Regions from separate parts of the Mus musculus genome. Here regions 2, 3, 4, 5, 6 and 7 are each linked to region 1. A link is a contact called in public capture Hi-C and promoter capture Hi-C data. All regions are on one chromosome and are shown on one strand. Each heading gives the region's core, a stretch centred on a gene start, on an enhancer-like site or on the middle of the called end of the contact. The rest is flanking DNA. Distances are from core to core; before and after follow the strand shown. Region 1 holds the start of Gnptab (N-acetylglucosamine-1-phosphate transferase, alpha and beta subunits). Region 2 holds the start of 1500026H17Rik (RIKEN cDNA 1500026H17 gene). Region 3 holds the start of Actr6 (ARP6 actin-related protein 6). Region 4 holds the start of Syn3 (synapsin III). Region 5 has its middle 22 kb from the start of 1700113H08Rik. Region 6 holds the start of 1700113H08Rik (RIKEN cDNA 1700113H08 gene). Region 7 overlaps 1700113H08Rik (RIKEN cDNA 1700113H08 gene).

What was found. Promoter capture Hi-C pulls out the DNA fragments that hold promoters and counts their contacts. Capture Hi-C pulls out chosen DNA fragments and counts their contacts.
Region 2: a promoter capture Hi-C map of pre-B cells shows a contact between it and region 1. The contact joins the promoter of 1500026H17Rik here to the promoter of Gnptab in region 1. A contact is called at or near these places in 2 of 39 promoter capture datasets (hippocampal neurons and pre-B cells) and 1 of 115 datasets of contacts at active chromatin or transcription factors (extraembryonic endoderm stem cells).
Region 3: a contact with region 1 is called in a promoter capture Hi-C map of pre-B cells. The contact joins the promoter of Actr6 here to the promoter of Gnptab in region 1. A contact is called at or near these places in 5 of 39 promoter capture datasets (the C10 cell line, HPC-7-derived erythroid cells, liver and 2 more), 1 of 484 Hi-C or Micro-C datasets (embryonic stem cells) and 1 of 9 other capture datasets (adipose tissue).
Region 4: a promoter capture Hi-C map of liver shows a contact between it and region 1, with 7 times the contacts expected there. The contact joins the promoter of Syn3 here to the promoter of Gnptab in region 1. A contact is called at or near these places in 3 of 39 promoter capture datasets (liver and pre-B cells) and 1 of 115 datasets of contacts at active chromatin or transcription factors (astrocytes).
Region 5: a contact with region 1 is called in a promoter capture Hi-C map of hippocampal neurons, with 6 times the contacts expected there. The contact joins the enhancer-like site here to the promoter of Gnptab in region 1. A contact is called at or near these places in 4 of 39 promoter capture datasets (hippocampal neurons, liver, pre-B cells and 1 more) and 4 of 115 datasets of contacts at active chromatin or transcription factors (astrocytes, embryonic forebrain, extraembryonic endoderm stem cells and 1 more).
Region 6: a capture Hi-C map of embryonic stem cells shows a contact between it and region 1, with 6 times the contacts expected there. The contact joins the promoter of 1700113H08Rik here to the promoter of Gnptab in region 1. A contact is called at or near these places in 1 of 39 promoter capture datasets (hippocampal neurons), 2 of 115 datasets of contacts at active chromatin or transcription factors (embryonic forebrain and pancreatic cancer cells) and 1 of 9 other capture datasets (embryonic stem cells).
Region 7: a contact with region 1 is called in a promoter capture Hi-C map of pre-B cells, with 4 times the contacts expected there. The contact joins the enhancer-like site here to the promoter of Gnptab in region 1. A contact is called at or near these places in 4 of 39 promoter capture datasets (cranial neural crest, hippocampal neurons, liver and 1 more) and 2 of 115 datasets of contacts at active chromatin or transcription factors (astrocytes and large pre-B cells).

What each region holds. Positions count from the first base shown.
Region 1 is chr10:88,377,930-88,380,629 of GRCm38.p6, forward strand. Gnptab (N-acetylglucosamine-1-phosphate transferase, alpha and beta subunits) reads left to right here and starts at 1,339. Exons shown (of 21, transcript NM_001004164.3): 1 at 1,339-1,606. The coding sequence starts at 1,490. Gm40733 (predicted gene, 40733) reads right to left here and starts at 1,135. Exons shown (of 5, transcript NR_168608.1): 1 at 1,086-1,135.
Region 2 is chr10:89,685,027-89,687,726 of GRCm38.p6, forward strand. It overlaps 1500026H17Rik (RIKEN cDNA 1500026H17 gene), which reads left to right and starts at 1,337. Exons shown (of 3, transcript NR_130956.1): 1 at 1,337-1,493. It overlaps Scyl2 (SCY1-like 2 (S. cerevisiae)), which reads right to left and starts at 1,268. Exons shown (of 18, transcript NM_198021.3): 1 at 1,012-1,268.
Region 3 is chr10:89,731,000-89,733,769 of GRCm38.p6, forward strand. It overlaps Actr6 (ARP6 actin-related protein 6), which reads right to left and starts at 1,296. Exons shown (of 11, transcript NM_025914.3): 1 at 1,175-1,296. The coding sequence starts at 1,242.
Region 4 is chr10:86,497,512-86,500,374 of GRCm38.p6, forward strand. It overlaps Syn3 (synapsin III), which reads right to left and starts at 1,385. Exons shown (of 14, transcript NM_013722.3): 1 at 1,279-1,385.
Region 5 is chr10:87,034,646-87,037,386 of GRCm38.p6, forward strand. No RefSeq gene overlaps it. Among named protein-coding and RNA genes, the nearest start is that of 1700113H08Rik, 22 kb to the right of the region's middle. Within about 2 kb of position 1,481, at least 15 of the 459 cell types and tissues checked have an H3K27ac peak or open chromatin away from gene starts, as enhancers often do. A contact at or near this core is called in hippocampal neurons, where this site is marked.
Region 6 is chr10:87,056,754-87,059,501 of GRCm38.p6, forward strand. 1700113H08Rik (RIKEN cDNA 1700113H08 gene) reads left to right here and starts at 1,293. Exons shown (of 6, transcript NM_029685.1): 1 at 1,293-1,406.
Region 7 is chr10:87,106,390-87,109,089 of GRCm38.p6, forward strand. The region is part of intron 2 of 1700113H08Rik (RIKEN cDNA 1700113H08 gene); the gene reads left to right. Among named protein-coding and RNA genes, the nearest start is that of 1700113H08Rik, 50 kb to the left of the region's middle. Within about 2 kb of position 1,327, at least 51 of the 459 cell types and tissues checked have an H3K27ac peak or open chromatin away from gene starts, as enhancers often do.

The DNA.
Region 1 (2,700 bases), core at 89-2,588:
CCCAGCCGGGGCTTCTTGAGACACTGTTTCAAAATCCTCCACACCGTTCTGTCCCAGCTTCCCCCACTCCTGTCCCCTCCCCTTCCCACCCTCCCCCCACCAAGCAAAACAAAACCTAATAATTCCCAAACCAACCAACAAAACCAACGAAAGCTTCAGAAGAAAGAGGATAAGTTGAGGACTAGACGAATGAAACAAAGTAGGAAAGTGAGGGGTTTCATTTTAATTTTCTTTTGTTTATTGACAAGGTCTCACTACCAAGACCAGGTTGGCTTTGAACTCATAACCTTCTTGCCTCAACGTCCCAAGTGCTCAACAGGTATGCACTGTGGTAGACACTGCATTTGAGAGTATGCCGTGTAATGAGGGTAATTCCCCACTCCCACCCCACCCCCACACAAAAAGACCCAGGTAGGCCCAAACAATTCTCCAAGTGAATTTGACCCGAAAACTTAGTTAGTTCTCTATAACACTCCAGTTCCTTTTTAAAATTTTTTATAATTAACAATGCCAATTCAATAGCTATACTACCCAGTTGTATTTGAAAGGGTTTCTGAAATGGCTCAGCAGGTTAAGGTGATGCCAAGCCTGACTTCAGTTCCTTGAACCCGCAGCATGGAAGGACAGAAACAAGTGACCCTCACCATACACTCACACACACACACACACACACACACACACACACACACGCACACGCACACGCACTCACACACACGCGCACGCGTGCGAGTTCCCCTGCATACACAAACTTATAAGCAGATTGATTACCTATCAAAAGCTAAGGCTTCAGATAGTAACTAAATCCGTTAGTTTTCCCTGCTTTGCCACAATCAGCCTACCTGTGACCTCAAAAAATTTTTTTTGATAAATGCCCGATTAGTGACTTTTGTTTTTCCAAAACCAATTAAACCTCGTGTACGAACGTCTAGAGTAGATTATGTCATTTGGGACAAGCCGAATATGCATTCCCTAGCCACGATCTTTCAAATTTTCTTTCGAAGATAAACTTGAGGCAGGAGCTGTGTTTTTTTGGTTCATCAGGATTGCCCATTGGCACACTGCAGGGGACAGCCCGGGTCGCTTACCTGTTGGTTGGGTGGGTCCCACCGTGCAGAAGGCAGAGGGCCCAAAGGGCAGGGCCCACGGCGCACGCGCAGATGGGAGGGCGCGCGCCTGCCCTTGCCCCTCCGCCCTCTAGGTGGCGCTGGCGACTCGCCGCCGCCTCTCCGAGGCCAACCCCGGGTGGCGCCGGGCGCCTTGCGGGCCCTGGGTCCGCCTCCGCCGCGCCGAGGGCGTGGGCTCCGGGCTCCCGGAAGCGGCGGCCGCGGCGTGGAGCCCAGCGGGCCGTCGGTCGCCGGAGCGACAATGTGCGGCAGCCGGGGGCTGTGAGCTAAGCGCGGCGGCGCGTCCGGGGGCCCCTGAATGGCGGCTCGCTGAGGCGGTGGCGCGGCGCGGGCTCCTCCTGGCGTGGGGTGGCGGGGCCGGGGTGATGCTGCTTAAGCTCCTGCAGAGACAGACCTATACCTGCCTATCCCACAGGTATGGGCTCTACGTCTGCTTCGTGGGCGTCGTTGTCACCATCGTCTCGGCTTTCCAGTTCGGAGAGGTGAGTAGCGGAGCCCGAGCCCCGGAGCCGCGTGCGCAGCATTCCCCGATTGAGCCCCGCGGTGCCGGCACCCCGAATCTCCCTTCTGCCTCCCCATCTTCCCTGCAGCCTGGGGACCAGCACACGGCCCACTAGTCCCAGGCGCTGAGCGTGCATCCTCTCCCCGGCTCGCCTGCAGCAGCTGGACTGGACGTCCGGGCCTCGCGTGCTTCAGCGTGCGCATGGATCCCCTTCCTTCTGCAGGGTGTCCCCAAGAGTCCTCTGGCCATTTGATTTTGGCTCTAAGGCCTTGCGCTGGTGAAACTCTCTCCTAGGGTTTGTATTTTTCTGTAGTGATCCTTCATTCCCTGGCTCTCCGTAGGATCCAGTCCTGCGGTGCCACCCTACTAGTCCTTCACCGTTGACAAAACACCTTATCTTCTGTTTCTTCTGGATCGCAGACTTTGTCTTAGAGGCATGCGCGGCTTTGCATGTGAATTTTGCGCCGTTTTGCATGTGAATTTTGCGCCGTTTTGCATGTGAATTTTGCAGAGTGAAAGGGAGATTTTTTTAAATTAACTTTTTTCCTTTTTCATAATGGCTCTGCTGTTTTGTACAGCTGCATGCCAGCGGGTTGGAGGCCTTACTAGTGAGAATGCACACGCTGATGGGAAGCACCAAGTGCTTATCTCAGAGTAGGGCCCTTGTCAGGTGACTAGGACTGCCTGCGGATCTTGGACTCCAGCCCCGGACCTCTTGAGAGCCAGCACAGACCCACCCTTGCGTCATGGGCTATGCTAATACTTTTTAGATCAAGTCGCTGGTCCTTCTTGGACTGAGAACTGCGTTTAATTGATGTGCAGTGAAGCAGTTTGATTAGACTGTAAACTCTTCAAAGAGCACAGACAACCGGTTTGGGAGGTGTGAGCAGCCAGGTTAAATGAATTTTATGCTCCTTTGGAGACATACCTTGAACGTTCTGGGGACTGCCATTACTCTTCAGTTTAAATTTCAGTTATTTGATTCTTGGGTAGTCTAGTACAGTCTTCGCCATCTTAAGTGTGCAAAGGGGTATGAGCAGGTCAGAAATGAATGGGCACAAGTGTGCCATTCAA
Region 2 (2,700 bases), core at 87-2,586, 1.3 Mb after region 1:
CTTCACATGTGCGTAGGTATATCTGAACAGAATAAAGCTCTATGTGTTCAGTTAGGCTCCTTTCCTTTGCATAACCACAATCCCCTTCTCCTCCAACCTTTATTAAGGAGGGGAAAGCCTTCAAAGTCGAAAAAGAATCTTCCAAGCAAACACCAGAACTGCTTGGGTTTTGTAATGGCTGACTGACTTACAGCATCTTTGTTAAATTGCTTTCTCTGAACAGAGGCGCACGACTCAGAAAACTTAAATACGGCGTTTCAAAGTGTCATCACACAATCCCTGGTTTTGATGTGCAAAGAAAAACCTCTAGCTGATAATTTACAATCAAAATCACTTTAAGGAGCTGGTCTGGAGTCTCTTCAATCCTGTTGAGAAAGGGAAACACTGTGTGTCCTTAATTACTGATCACAGGTAACGCGTCCATGCGAATCCCAAGAAGTTTCTGCAAGCTTTATCTGTCTAAACCTTTTTCTGTAGCTTAAACAGGCGCACTGGAGCCCCCATGGGGATTTCTTTCTCTCAAACCTTATCTGCCCCACCCACCTCACACACACAATAACCGTCCAGTCCAGAAAGACAACTACCATCAGAGAAAGGCGTCCGAAGTGCAGGGCCTTAGCCGGTGACCCCAGCTATCGGAACCAAGTATCAGAAACGAGGGGGGCTGTCTCAGCAGTCCCGGAGCACTGTCCAATTTCCCAAAAGGATACGGAGATCTCCACGGCGGAAACCCGAGCTCCTGCGCCAGCTCTGGGGACTCTCCCAGCAGCAGAATGACCCAGGCAGCGGGGCTCCCGTCGCCCGAAGGCCTCGCCCAGAGTCACCGGCCTCTGAGATCCGCTCCCTCCCGCTTCTCGCTACCTGGATCCGGCTTCCCGGGCCACCCACCGCCAGCCCGCCCGACCCGGCCCGTCACTAGGCAACAGTAGCAGCCGGGAGGCCCGGGGAGACCCGTAGCCCGCAAGCTGGCCGCAGACCCAGGTCGCCCGGTGCCCGAGACAGGTCACTCACCTCGCAGCCGGCTACCTGGAGGGGCGGTGCTGGGGCCGGTCCCCCGCCGGCTCCCTCAATGCCTCCGGGCTGTGACTGCTCGGGCCGCGCTCCTGGCCGCCACCGAACGCTTACTCCATCTCCTCCGTCACCCCCGAGTCCGCAGAACCCCGAGATCGAGGAGTAAAGGGGGAAGGGAGGGAAGGGACTAGGGAAGAAGAGCACGGTAGGGGGAAGAGCACCGAAAGACCTGCCCGCTCCTGCATGACGTCACTTCCGGGCGGTTCGGAAGGGTAAGGCTTGGCTTCCCTCCGCCCTCCCCGAGGCGGAGTGAGGCGGGGCTCCCGGGGCGGGGGTGGAGCCAGCCCGGGCCTCTGCTGACAGCCGTACCTGTGACTCTGATCACTAGTCTTCGCGGGCAAGACCAGCTTTCCGGGGCCCCAGGCTAGGAAGCCCGAGTTTCTGGAACCATAGAAGGGGATTCTCCAAGATAATGAGGACAGGTAACCAAATGTATATTGGAGATGACTGACAGTGACTTGATGGCTGGACACTGCAGCTCTGGTTGTGAGGCCCCTCCCCTTTTCTGTTTCCCAGGCCACCTGCCCTTGCTGGTCTAGTGACTGATTACATAGGACTCAGCTTTCTCTGACTTTCTGCTAAGTGACCTTAGAACCTAGAAAAGCCGTGCTTCTCACACAGGGCCGTGTTAAAGTGCAGATTCTGCTGCACAAGTAGGATCGGATGCTCTGCGTTTCTAAGACATTCTCAGATAACCCCGGTGCCACAGTTCCACAATTAGAGCAACAAAGATTATTTATCTTACGTGCTTAATGAAAGAAGTAAATTGTTCTGAAAAATATACCTAGGTGAAACTGGGCACAGCCTCTGTCTCCCTGCTATCCATCCAAGTAACCCGTACATAGTAGTAGGACTACTACCACCCTAACTAACCCTAACCCTGCCTCTCCTGTCTCTGCTCTGTCCCTGGTTCAGGTTAAAATGTCTTAAGATGGGTAATAGGGTAGATTCTATTACAAGAAGAATTGGAGGAGGGGGAGGAAGAGAAGAGGGAAGAGGATTATGGGGTGTGTGTGTATGTGTGTGTACATGTTTGTGTGGTGTGTTTACATGTTTGTGTAGGTACAGCTGTATGTACACACGCCAGAAAAGCTCGAGGCTAGAGGTTAGCCTTAGGAGTTGTTCCTGGGGAGCTGTCCATGTTTTTGAGACAAGGTCTCTAAATAGAACCTGGTGCTTTGCCTTTCTCTTATCTCTTCAGCTGTGAAATTAGGAGCACCCACCACCAAGCCTGGCTTTTTAATGTATGTTCAGGAGATCCAACTTAGATCTGCATGCTTAGAAAGTTATCATCTCACTAGCTGAGCCTTCTCTTTCCAGCCCCAGAAGGGTGGACTTTTATTTCTGTCCTTTTGCCAAGAGCATCTTATAAGTTATGTGTTGGTAATGTTACTTCTAGTTCTTCGTGGTCAAGAAAGGAAAGGCTTAGATTCTTGTATTCTGCACACAAAACATCTAGAAATCATGTTCTCTATATTTCAACTTTTTCTTTCTTACATGCTTTAATTTCATATTTTACTGGGGTAGGAGGAACTAGTTTATCTCTACTAAACATGAGTCTCTTTTTTGGAGTGATAAAATGGCCTGGGGTTAGATGATAGCAGTGATTGTACAAGGTTGCCAACGCAC
Region 3 (2,770 bases), core at 46-2,545, 1.4 Mb after region 1:
TACATGCATCTGTTTATTTATGTATTTATGTGCACAGGTATTTTTCCTGCGTGTATGTCTGTGCACCGTGTGTGTGTGTGTGTGTGTATGTGAGAGAGAGAGAGAGAGGGAGAGAGAGAGAGAGAGAGAGAGAGAGAGAGAGAGGGAGAGAGAGAGAGAGAGAAAGAGAGGAGTTACAGACAGTTGTTAGCGGCCATGTAGGTGCTGGGAATTGAACGTAGGCCCTCTAGAAGAGCAGAATGAGCGGGTTAGCCATTTCTCCAGCCCCATGTACCTAGTTCTTAATGAGGAAAAAAAAAACTTATGTGGAAGCCTTATATATAAATGGCTTCCATCACCACTAAAGCTGTGAGAATCTGGTCATATGAGAATCTGGTCATATGGGCTGGGCTAAGAAGTAATGTTGTGCTTGTCCACCGTGCAAGAGTTCAACATAGCATTAAAAAAAAAAAATTCAGTCAAATGCCCACTGAGTTCTGAAGTAGTGGCCCTCAGCTGTAATCCTAGCAACCAGGAGGTGGAGGCAGGAGGATCTTAAATTCAAGGTCATCCTGGATTACACGCTGTGCTGCAAGGCAGCAGGGGGTGTAGCTCTGTGGGAAGGTACTAATTACCTACGCAAAGTCCTAGATTTCAGTTCTAGCACTGTGAAAGTCTACTATTTATTCAAACATACATTTTATAAAACACATCTTAAGATGCCACCGTAGCGTTCCTGACTTTACCAACCAGGTTATTCAACTTGGTTCCCCAATGCCTTCAAACTCCCTGGACTCTAATGAAGTGGGTTTTACTATTTGGGAGGTTGGGGGGCATTGAACCTTTTGAGGATCCGATGAAAACCTATAATCGTGTTCCCCTAAAGGCGAAACGTTGCCCACTATTTCTGAAATTTCATAAACTTTAGTCTCCTCAGTCAATCTCGAGAAGCCTATTTCCCGTTACCAAACGGAACATACATTCACTTCCGCAGCCCCGCGGCCTCAAACAAAAAATCAAAGTCAATTTCAGTTCAAAGCATCAAACCAACCAACGAACCCAGCTCGAAACTGAGCATCCCCCGACTGAGGCTGGAGGCGCGCGATGGCGTCTGTGGATCACGCAAATCGGAAAGCATAGTCTGTCAAGTTAAAAGGCGTACGTGTCCTGTCCCTCGGGAACGACGACCACTTACGAGACACTGTCATGGCTGTAACCGATTTTGGCGTTGTAAGCTCCATTATCCAGAACTAGGGTCGTCATTTCGGCACGCACCACGCTGCAGCGGAGTCGCTTTCCCACTGTTTGAATCTCCTCTGCTCAGGCTTCTTCCGGTACTCTATGGTCGATGGGGGCGTGGCCGTGGCGTAAACTTCCGGTTACCCTGACAACGGAGTACGCCAGAAGTCGAGCAGCGGAGCAGCCCTTCCTGTGCTTGTATCCAGTTTTCAAATGCATCGATTTTCGGTGGCAGCGACATTCCGTAGTAGAAACTGCTAAGTACTTTATTTCTTTTGATTTTCTTTACTGCGCACATTGGCGAGTGGAAGCTTTTTGTGAGCCCTTTGGTGGGCTGCGTGTGCGTGTATCTGATTAGAGTTGTTAAGACACTCCGAGCCTTGAAGAATTGAGTATGAAACCATACGCATCGTGGAACTGGATACGAAGTCTCTTCAGCCTCACCTTCATTTCTTGGCACTCGTCATCAGGTTATAGAATTTGGTCACAATAAATTATGTATGGGCTGTGTTGTTATCTGCGTTGTGCTTTAACTTATTTGCACATTCCCCAACGAATCCCCCTGCTTGTTCTCCGCTACTTATTTATGTATCCTATCTACAAAGGACTTCTTGACATCTGACATGTTCCTTGTCTGCTCTGACTCCTGGAATTAGATATCGTTCCTGGGTGTTTCTGTACAACGGAGAGCTTGTGTTTCATAATGTTAAGAAAAAGTTTTGGAGTTGAGCGTAATGGTACACGCCTTTAATCCCAGCACTCGGGAGACAGAGGGAGGTGGCTCTCTGGGTGTTCAAAACCAGCCTGGTTTACGTAGGACAGCCAGACATACACGATACAGAGAGTCTCTCTCAAAATGTTTTGATTGGAATGTAGACTCTGCTACAAAATAATCTCGGGTAATGAATCTGATATAAATGAATACACAGCCATGCTTAAGAGTAAGTTAGCTACACAGAGAAACCCTGTCTCAAAAAAACCAAAACCAAAACAAAAAAAAAAAAAAAAAAGAGAGAGTAAGCTGTTTCACTTTCTTTACACGTATTAACTAGTGTTTAAAACTCCAGGAGATAAAGAGATGAGAGTGTGGCCTTCTAATTTTAAACTGTGACTATGACATTAAAAACATATAAGCGGGCTGGAGAGACGGCTCAGAGGATAAGAGCACTGACTGCTCGTCCGAAGGTCCTGAGTTCAAATCCCAGCAACCACATAGTGGCTCACAATCACCTGTAATGAGATCTGATACCCTCTTCTGGTGCATCTGAAGTCAGCTACAGTGTACTTATGTATAATAATAAATAAATCTTAAAAAAAATGTTTAAACTAAGCCGGGCGGTGGTGGCGGACATCTTTAATCCCAGCACTTGGGAGGCAGAGGCAGGCAGATTTCTGAGTTCAAGGCCAGCCTGGTCTACAAGTGAGTTCCAGGACAGCCAGGGCTATACAGAGAAACCCTGTCTCAAAAAAAAAAAAAAAAAAAAAAAAAAGAAAAAAGAAAAAAAAAGAAAAAAGAAAAAAATGTTTAAGCAACTTAATGACCCTTGGGTTA
Region 4 (2,863 bases), core at 135-2,634, 1.9 Mb before region 1:
AGGGACCAGGCATCAGAAAGTGAGCACAGATGCTCTATCCAACTCCCCAAGGGCTATCCCCGATGACAAGATAGAGGCCACAGCTTCCAATACAATGACAGGAGCAAGCATCACATGACAGCATCTCCCTGCCTGAATTCATGCCCAGAAGCTAGGGTTACAGAGCCCCTGTCAGATAGTCAGCCTTAAGGGGCCAGAGTATTTGCAGCCACGTTGCCTGAAAACCAGCTTTTCACAACTTACTAGCTTGAAGATGCCAGCTCCAGTCACTGTCCACAGAGCTAGCAGAGTGGCTGTGGGATCAGCTGGAATTCTTTCCCAGCCTCCCGTGTCCTAGGATAAACTTGTCAGGCTGCATGCATCTCTAGATTGTGTACATTTTTGGCTAGCCCCTTCTACCTTGCAGTTTAGGTCCCATCTGCAAGTCCTGGTTCTACTGTGCAATCTGCTGTTTGATTAGCTGAGATTCTGAGTTCTTCACTTCTTTCGTCTGCACATGGGAAAATCTACCTGAAATTCTTCCTGTCCCTGATGCCTCTGATTCCACAGCTCTCAGGCTGGCAAACTCTCCAGTCTCTGTGTGTCTTCCAGGCTGCATCACGACCCACCCACCTCTTGCTGTCTGCACTACACCACACTGCAATCCCTCCTATCCTATCATCCCTGGTAGGCCCCAGCAACTCCTGAGATTCCTTTAAGGCCGCTAGAGCTGAGAGCATAGTGTCTGGCTTACAGCCAAGTAAGTCATGAATAAATAACCAGGGCGCTCCAGCAGTGTTAGTCTTAGCCTGGCCAGGAAAACCCTCCAAGGTTTTTTCCTTCGTCTCAGGATAGCTGGAAATAGAAGACTGCGCAACAGATCTGAGCCCCAGACCCAAGGCAACAGGTCCTGAGGGACCTGCCTAGAGCAGGTGCTGGGATCCAGTGCAGAGCACCAGTATCTGTTGTGGTCTCAGCTTCCCAGAGGAAGCTCTTTTCCGGGACAGGTCTGGATGTTGGGTTGAATACCTCAGTAGTCATAGCTTTGAGGGCCCCAGGGTTCCGGTACTCTACAGGGACCAGTGCTAGGGACCGGCAGCAGCAGCCTGGGACCGGAGGGTGGCACTCCGGGCTCACGGAGCACCTGCACCCCACCAACATGCAGCATCAACATTCGGCTAACAAAAGAGAGAGCTTATGGGGAAGTAGCACTGCCCGAGGACGCACCAACAGCTCGGATTCGGGGTGAGTGCTCCCTAAGGCCAGAAAACCCACCTACTCCACTTTGCCTTGGCTTACCGACAGTGCCAGCTACGGTGGCCCGTGTGTACCTCGGACTGGCGCCGCCAATTACAGGATCTGCGGGAGCGCTGCAGCTTGCGCGCTCTGCCTCTGCCCTGCACAGTACGTGAGCGCCTCCTCTGGGCAGACTGGTCTCCCTACGCCGGAGAGCCCATTGGCTGGGCCAACAGGGGCCCTGCATCCAGGCCCGCCCCTCAAGCCCCTCCTTTCTCAGTCTCTAGGCTTTCCCTCGCCAGCCAGGTAGGGAAAGTTGCTAGAGCAAGCAAGCTTTGCTGTTGCTGGCCTCAAGTGGCCAAGTGGACGATCTTTCTTCATCCCAGGAGGATTGAGATGCCCCTCAGGGAGTGTGAATAATGCAGTTCAGTATCCTAGGAAGCCAGCTTGGAGAAAGTCACCTGACTTCCCTGGGCCTTAGTAGGAGCTTCTGAGAGACCAGTGAGTCAGCTGTCAGCAAATGTCATAGGAGTACAAGCACAAGGAGCTAAGCTCTTACCCTGGCTGGGGATGGCATGAGGAGGAGTTGGTTACATACAAGTGCACAAACAAAAGATAATGTCAGCTTGCTGTAAACTGATAGAGATGTGTAATGAGAACACAAAAGGGATGTCGGGACTATGCCAGGCCTCTCCATAGAGGAGATTTGTGAGATGAGAATTAAGACTACAAGGTTAAAAGAAATTACAGATTGGAAAATAAGGCAATTGAAAAGCTTAACCAGCACAGAATGGGAGGATATTTGGCAGGTCCCTGTCTCATGTGTCACTTCTATGCCTCAAGGTCCCTCAGAAATTCAAAGCAGGTCTCCTTTAAGGCTCTCTGTCCTCCAGTATTTGGTTTGATTTTAGAGACAGGGTTTCTCTATGTAGTTCTGGCTGGCCTGGAACTCACTATGTAGACCAGGCTGGCCTCAAACTCATAGAGGTCCACCTGCCTCTGTCTCTTGAGTGCTGAGTTAAAAGACACGTGACACCACATCCATTTCTAGCTGCAATATAAAGACCTATAAATGTAGTTATTTAAAAAAAAAACACCACTGGTGTTAAAGGTGCACAGAAAAAGTACTTGGAAAAATGGAAGGGGAATTCTTGCCAGGACAAGAATTCTAAAGAACCTTCCGTTTCTAAGGAAGGAAGGAGTTGGACAAAGGTTTAGAAGAGAAGCCAGGCAAATTACTGCACGAGTACTTATGTTTGATTGCACTATATATAAGAAAAGGTGCAGATTCAATGCAGGGTCAGTGTTTGCTGAGCAGTGCTCAGTATACATCACCAAGGGTTTTTCCATTAATGGTATTCTTCCATCATGCCCTGGAGGTCAGTGCCACTTAGCATTTTTATTTCTGTGCATGAACCTTGAATAATGAAAGAGGCCTACAAACAGTAATCAGCCCCCGGAGAAGCAATCCCTTTGCCCCTACTGTTCTCACCTGAAAGGTTTAAATTCGGAGAAACAGCAGATGATTTCATAAATCTCTGGGTTTGGCCCTGTAGGTTGTACAAGGACTTGTGAGGTAGAAGATGCCAAGTCATTGCTTCTCAACCATCAGCAGCAGCAAGCTGAGCACCAGCTAAAGGATTGCTTT
Region 5 (2,741 bases), core at 231-2,730, 1.3 Mb before region 1:
TGGGATGGAAAGTAAGTTGTGTTTCTCCAGAGCACAGTAGGATGTCTCAGATCTTTTTAAAGGTGTGTCTGATGACACGAGGTTTAGGTAGGCCACTACACGGATGGTATGCATTAACATCTAAATCGTACAAAACAGAAGTACCCCAGAAGACATCACAGCCTGAGCTACACATAGAGATTTTAATGCATGATTGTTTTGCTGCCCTTTATTTATTAAATCGATTTTGTTTGTGGCACTAAGCTGTCGAAACCAGGGCCGCACGCTTGCTTGTCAAACCCTTTGCCACCGAGTTTCAACCCACTTTTAAAATTTAGGGTCAATTAAAATTTCTAAAGAGCTAGTGGACCCGCTCAGTGATTTTTCTTCTGCTTTTCAACAAGAACTCCAAGAGCCTGGGTTACTTTTGGATGCTCCATTTGCAGGTGCAGTGAGGGTTTTGTTCTTGAATTAAAACTGAGGGTGGCCTTTACTTCTGGTTGGGGAGGCAGATATGGCTTCTTGACTCCAGTAATTCTGAGACTAGGACATAGCCAATGGCCCCCAGAGGGTGGAGGATTCCAGCAACTAGTGTGTTTTGATGGATGCTAACGCTACTTAATTCCCTGCTTTCCATTCTTTACCTAATGCAATGAAAAGGACTCACTCAAACCAGTGAGTTCAGGAGTTGGGAGACAATCCAGGCATCTCAATACGTCCAGTTCCCAAACACAGTTCTTTGCTTTCTGCTGACAAGAAAGCCTGGCTTAGCCAACTCCTCATCGAGGATAACAGCCCTTGATCGCCTCCCGCTGCAGGTAGCCTCACAGGTTAGCTTAATACTCAGCAAGAGGGAGAGGCTGGCAATTACACCAGCTAGTCTCCTTGCATTAGGCAAGATGTTAACTCCTGTTGATTACCATCCAGGATGGTAATCCAGGGTTAGTCAAAGAAAAGGGAGAGACCTAGGGGGATGTAGAAGACCCCCAACTAAACCACCAAACCACAGAATTCTTGAGCTCTTTTCATTGCTGCCCAACCTAAAATTTAACTGCTGTGAGTTCTTAATATGAGAAGAAGCCATGAGACTTGGACGTATGTTAATTTCTGCTACAGAGAAAGTTGATTGTAGGCCTAGGCAGCACATAGCGTTCACCACTGAGGATGAATCCAACGCCTCCATCCTGCTTCTTTATTATTGCTCCTGTGACTTTTTCCCCCTTCTCTTTGCAAAACACCATCTCTTGGAATTGTTGGGCGATGTGGGAAAATATTGTGACAAACATTGCTGTTTACCCTTGCAGTGGCGGCGACTTGTTTTGTTTGCCTGGCCTATTGCCTCTGCTACTCTTTTTCATGGCTGGCGGCTCCCTGACAGCTCGGATTCCTCTGCTGACATCTGTTATAATGAGAGCGTAGACAGGAATAGATTTGCAAAATGATGGACTCACAATAGGACAGGAGCCGGTCCCCAAACTTCGCTTGAGATAAGCAGATGGGGTTTGAAACAGAGCATTTGAACCGATTAGGTCTAGGTGAACGCCTGTATTCAGTCCTCCGGAGTCATTCTGTCCCCAACTTTTGTCCCTCCGTCCTTCACCCTTCGCTTCCCCCGAGTTGTAGACACGGAGGGTACTGATGGCATGGGGTGGGCTTCTTTTCTTCTTCCTAGGCTCTGTCCTGGAGACAGGCCCTTCCAGTCCCTCAAGCAGAAGCACGCTGGGCATTTACCCAGTGCCAACCATGGAACAACAGAGCAGACCCACCCCGCATGCCTCATAAAGAGAAGCTGGGTAGCACATGGGGTTTTCCCACTCGCCACAAATGATGGCTGTTTGTGCTCGTTAACCTTTTCCAAGCCTGGGTCAGCTCCTGCTGGGAGGCAGGGGGCGATCTGGAGGGAATGAAAGTCTGGCAGACCCCAAAGTGTCTTGCACGCCTTGGCCCCCAACATACACCACTGCCTCTTCAGAATACCAAACAATCTCGCGTGACGCGCCTCATAAGTCAGACCGGCCATGTGCTGTTGACAGGTTGGATTCTGATGAGCTGTCCCCGGGAGTCTCCGCACATCTTCCGGGTAACGTGAGGTCCTGGCGCTGCTCATCTTGATGCAGAGGCTCTTCCACAAAAAAACTCCTATGAGAAGGGGACTATCCCATACAGGATCCACCATTTGCAGAGAGACTTTGCACTTTTAAAGCCCGAGTTAACATAAGAATATACATCTTAATAACTTGTACCTTAAGCTCACGTATTGACAGAAACCAAGCTAACTACAAGAGAGATTTCCAAGATCCCTTCTGTGGTCCTTGGGGGGAGAATCTGGAAGTTTGTGATCTAATAAAGAAAAAAAAAAACCGATTGATTGCAGAGGGAACTTTTGTGGGTTACTTTCCACGGGTGGCATGCAGAAACACTCGTTTAACAATGGTGAGACTTCCATGACCACACGAGGGGGGAGATTTTGTCTCGCTGTGCAAATAGCTGACCACAATAAAAAAGCATCGGGTCTGCAAATTGCAGGTTGAAATTACAGCTGCTATGATTCCTGTGAGCCGAATGCAGATTCACTAATCCACTCTAACAGGACCCCAGCAGTCTGCAGAGCTTCGCAGATCTCCCACCCCTGACTATCTCCAGCTGTCAGCCCAGACCTGTGGCTCACTGGGCTAATTCAGTGCCTGTCTGCTGATAACAGGCCATTGTTTAAGCTGTGTGTTTACCTGGCAACCTGTATCTGAGAAGCCTGGAAATGATTC
Region 6 (2,748 bases), core at 43-2,542, 1.3 Mb before region 1:
ACTGTCATAGCTTTGATGTGGCTTATTTGCTTGTCTAAGTGCTTCTGGGAGCAACAGCTCAGAATCATCCAGAGTCTAACCTGGTCTTTTGACTTGTTTTGTTGTTGATCCATAGCCTAGGCTGACCTGGAACTTAGAGATTTTTCTGCTTCATCCTTGTAAAACCTGGGATTAGAGTTGTAAGTCTTTATGCCTGCTTTTGGATTTGTTTTAAGAGTATTTTAAGTATTAGAAACAAAAACCACTTCTCCCCCCACCACACACACACATTTTGTTTGTGTTTTTGATTTTCAAGACAGGGTTTCTCTGTGTACTCTGGTTATCCTGGAACTCACTCTATAGACCAGGCTGGCCTTGAACTCAGAGATCTGCCTGCCTCTACCTCACAAGGAGTGCTGGGATTCCTGGCTTTAGAACCTTGTTTTGAATTTATTAGACACTGCCTACAAACAAAATCTTAACTAGTTGCCGGCATTAGGTTCCCATGTGGGTAATCAGATAGGAAGACTGGTGAGTTCCAGGCTAGCTTAAGCTACACAATGCACTCAGTGCCACACTTGGTTAGTGAGTTTGAGGCCAGTATGTGTTAGCAAACAGATGAAACATTGTTTCAAAAATCCAACCATCGCTATCCAAATTCAAAACCCAAAGCAAAATCAAACCTAAACCTAGACCTTGGCTTGGGTTGCAGTCCATGGAACCTTACACAGCATTCATAGGGTTTTTTTTTGTGTGTGTGTGTGTGTGTGTTTTTTTTTTTTCTGCCGAGCTGAATAAAATCCCCAGGCAGATGTGAACTGCCTTTGTGGGCACAGCTAAATCCTTGCCTGGTTGGAATAGAATTACTTGAAAGTTTCTGAACTTTCAAGAAATTTGAGACTATGGCTCAAAGAGGGAAAAGGGCACTCTTCCCATCTATGGCATAGCTATGCCCCCTGCTGTTGGCTGCAGCACCATTCTCCTTTTACTTGGGATTCAAGGGAGAGGCCTAGATTGGTAGGGGACTTCAGTAAAAAATAAAATCCCTCCATAACCCCTAGAACTACCTCCTTTGTGAAAAACCAACTTGTTAACAAAAGATAATCAAGTAATGCTCATCTTTTTAAGCTGAAGGCTTGTCCAGGGCTTGGGGCTGGGTGGCAGAGCAGATTCGGAGAAGAGATGTATGTGGTCACTGTCTTTGACTTTGGTGGCAGGGCGGGGCAGGGTCCACTTGCGATGCTGGTCCCATTGTGGTTGCCGGGAGACTGAGGGGCTCTCGGAACGGTGCCCGGAGGTGTCCATAAGGGTGGGGCAGTGTGGGGCCAACTCGTTTGGAAGGCAGCGGCGGGCACAGGATAGGGCTTCTGCAGCTGCAGGTAGACAGGCAGAAGACAAGTCGTGGGTCTTGTCTGGTCACAGAGGAGGTAGGTTGCTTTGAAGAGAACCCCGTGTTTTTGGCTTCTATAGACTCCAGCCACCTCTGGTAGGGGTGGCTCTCGGGAGGGGCCGTGGGGCTGCGAGCAGCAGAGCCTGATCGCTCCTGGTGGTCGTCACCCCGTCCCCCTCCATCCGGCTTGACCAGTCTCAGAGTGGAGGAGGACAGAGCTGTGCCCAGCCCCCGCCCCTACAGCCAGTACCCACACCAAGACGCACACGCTCCTTAATCTCCCCCGCCCTCGGTTGCCCGGGCGACAGCCCAGACGAGCAGGTGATGCATTGACAGCGAGCAGATGGTCCCCCGTGGAGGCGAGCGCGGCCCACAAAGCGCCCAGCGCTGTGATCCCACTGCGCCGCCCCCGCCCCGTGGCCCGCGCTGCCCGCATGCTAATAGGGGTCGGGGGAGGGGTCTGGGGAGGGGCCGTGCGCCCTGGGCACGCCCCTTTGCTCTTTGCAGTGACTTCACCTCATTTTTTTCCCTCTGAATGCCCTCTCTAAATCCTCCCTGCTTCTGAAGAGTTCTCCCACCTCACACCCAGCACGCTTCATCTCTCTCCGAACTCTCCCCGAGTGGATCAAGGCTGACACTCTCCCTCTTTTGCCTTGCTCCCATTCAGTAGTAGCAGGCCCTACCTTTGCTCCCTGCTGGCATTTCATGGTTGATTTGGGAAGACTAGAGGAATGGGTTTACCACAGCCCAGCCTTGATCCCTGCTTCTAGAACTGGCATTGGAATGGTAAAATGTGTAAAGACACCCGCCCGGACCCGCCCCCATGCCCCCCCCCCCCACCATCATCAATGCTTCAGGGCCTTTCAGGCTGCTGCTTCTTCGGACTTTCCTTTCTGGAAGGGCAAAAATAAATCACTCTCTGGCGACTACTGTGCTGCCCCTCCTGGGAAGCCCTCCCATTCACCCACCCTCCTCCCATTCATTAGACACACACACCCCCTTCTGTACCCTATTCACCGCTGTGTGGCAAATTGAGACTATCTTATAGTAAGGCCATGAAAACTGCTAGGGAGTATTCACAATTTTAATACTAACTTCATAGCTGTCACATAAATTCATTGCCAGGTCTACTCTATAATGGCCACGAAATAACTTTAAGAAAAGGGAGGGGGAGTCCGATGACAGCACCACGGCATCTTTCTTTGATTTGCAGGTGCTTACCCCCCTCCTTTAAACCATTACTACAGTAACTGTAGATAGCTTTCTTTTTCTTTTTTTAACTGTCACACGGAGTGCTTTAAAAAAAGCCATCCTTCTCCTTTTTATTTTACAGTAGATAAAAAATGCCAAATGCCAATAAAGGCTTTTTTTAAAAAAAG
Region 7 (2,700 bases), core at 77-2,576, 1.3 Mb before region 1:
AGAGAACCATGCTTAGGGATGAATGGCTCCAAAACCTGTATTTTCCACAGATATAAAGATTACTCTATTAAAAAATAACTATTGAGAAAAACTATTTTCTCAGTCGGTCAAAGGAGTTTTTAGATATATGGTTCTCAAGAATTAGATCTGGGTTGTCACTAATTAACACGATTTTGTGTGAGCGGATAAATAGCTCTTGGTTATAAGACAGAGGAAGCAAGTTGACTTCAAATATCACTGTGAACAAAGCTGAATTAGCTCAGAGTTATACACCTAACTGATGCTCTATTTCAGAATTTGATTCAATGTAGCCCCTGTCACTTGGATATTTATTATGCAATGACACCATTCATTTCTCCATCCAAATAAGTAAGTATTCAAGTATCCACCCATTTATATATTCATTTGTTATCCTCTTTCCCAACAACACCATTGTCAATACCACAATTCCCTTATTCAATATATCTTATGTAGGTTCTATTCAGTACAAAGTTTTCTCCTTATTGGGAGGATTCTAAGAGCAGATAAGGCTATCTTTCTTCTCAAAGTGCTCAAAGCCTGATTTATTTAGTGCTTTTATTTTAACAATAGATTTATTTATTTTTATTTATATGCATTGGTGTTTTGTGTCCATTGCGTGTCTACGCACTGCATGCATGCCTGCTGTATGCTGAGGACAGAAGAGGGTGTTAGATCTCCTAGAACTGAAGCTATGGAATGGCTGTGAGTTGCCATGGGGATTCTGGGAATCGAACCCAAGTCCTCTGGAGAAAGCAGCACTTCTAACTGTTGAGCCATCTCTCCGACTCCTTTTTGTTCTGGTGCTTGGTTTTTGTTTTTTGAAACATGGTTTCACTGCGTTGCCCAGGCTCGTATTGATATTGTGATCACCTTGCCTAATTATCAGCACGGACTGACACCCCAGTGTCTCTGTAAATATGTCTTGGATCATTATGATTAGGACCTTGAGGCAGTTAAAGAAAGATGAGAGTTGAAGGAAAGATTGTGCATGCCCCACACTGGGGAAGTGTGGAGACTAGAGGGGGCGGTGGGGCTTGTGAGAAGGTTGGTTATTGTATTTGGACGGGAGAATGCTGGCCAAGGTTGAGAGAGTGGTTTGGATAAAGGAGTCACCCTTCATGCTGATGAGAGGTGTTGAGAAAGCCTTTGTGATTTCTGAGCAGGGCAAGTGATATGAATTCGGACTCTCCCTTAGAAGGTCGATCCAGGTTGTTTTTGGAAAGTGGAATGAGGGAGACTGAGGAGACAAGAGACACAGCTCCGTCCAAGCTAGTTATTCAGATTTGGGTCACTTCCAACACTCAGACGGTTGCCATAGTGAGGCGAGGGGGCTTTCCAGTTAAAACTACTCAGTCGTGTTCACATTTCAGGGGCAGAAAAGAGAAGTTGCATTTATATTGCTTTCGTTTTTAGTTCACATTCAATGTTGACTTTCTCCTAACTGTTGAGAAGATTAATTTATATACTCAGATTGTTCTTAACCTGGTGCTTTGGTATAGTGGCCTAAAAAGATGTGGGTGGCAGAGTGAAGAGGGGAAGATACAGATGTGTCCAAATTTAAGAGTGGGGGATGGAAGGGTACGGCTCCTTTCTTACTAAAATAATGGAAAACTAAAATGAATCTGCTGTCCTTGTACATAGTAGTTGTAATATCTTTTATGTAACTAGTATGCAAATATATATCTGCCTCAGCGAGACAGACTGCTCTAAAGCATGGTGCTCAGGGAACAGAATGGTAAAGCAGAGGTTTCTGTAATTCTCAGGGTCACCATCTTAAAATTAAACATGATAATGCAAAGTAGGGAATGAAAGATACCTTTAGTGGAGTGCCCAGTGCATAGAGTTGTTAGGTTAGGGCTAACTATCTTTGTGCTCTACAAAGCAGACCCCAAGATCACTGTTACACATAGTCATAAACACAGCGTGTTATATGAGTGAATTCATTCCGATTTCATGGGTAGGATGCACCAGAGATGTGGAGTGCTTTCTTTAGCTTCAGGAGTGTCTTAGGTCCATGAAACCATCATTCCTACAGAGTTTCATTGAAACTTATCCATCGGAGCCTCTCTGTAGCAATGCTGTCTGTCACTAGATTTTTAAACTCACCCCTCCCCCACCCCGGTGTGTGTGTGGAAAGGTGTATTTCCTCATATATGAAACTCTGCCTGTGTTATATGCTACTCACCCCTCCCGACTTCCTGATATACTAAACCTTCTAGTTTATTCAAGATTCTGATATATTCTGAATGTCTTATAAGCTCAACAGGTCAACTTGAAAATCTATCGGAGTCAGAAATACTTTTTAACCATCTCCATTTCTTTTCTACAGAATTCTGTATTAGTTTTTATAACCATACATGCCCCTTAATAAATACAAATTTTAGTTAGAACAGAACAGACATCCAGATGACATTCTAACACACACACACACACACACACACACACACACACACACACACACACACTCACACACACACACACACTCACACACACACTCACACACACATTCACACACACTCACACACACACACACTCACACACACACACACACACACATTCACACACACTCACACACACACACACTCACACACACACACACACACACACACACACACACACACATATACCTTACACACTCAGTTGTACAAAGGCCAAGACATATTCCGAGGAAAAGACCAA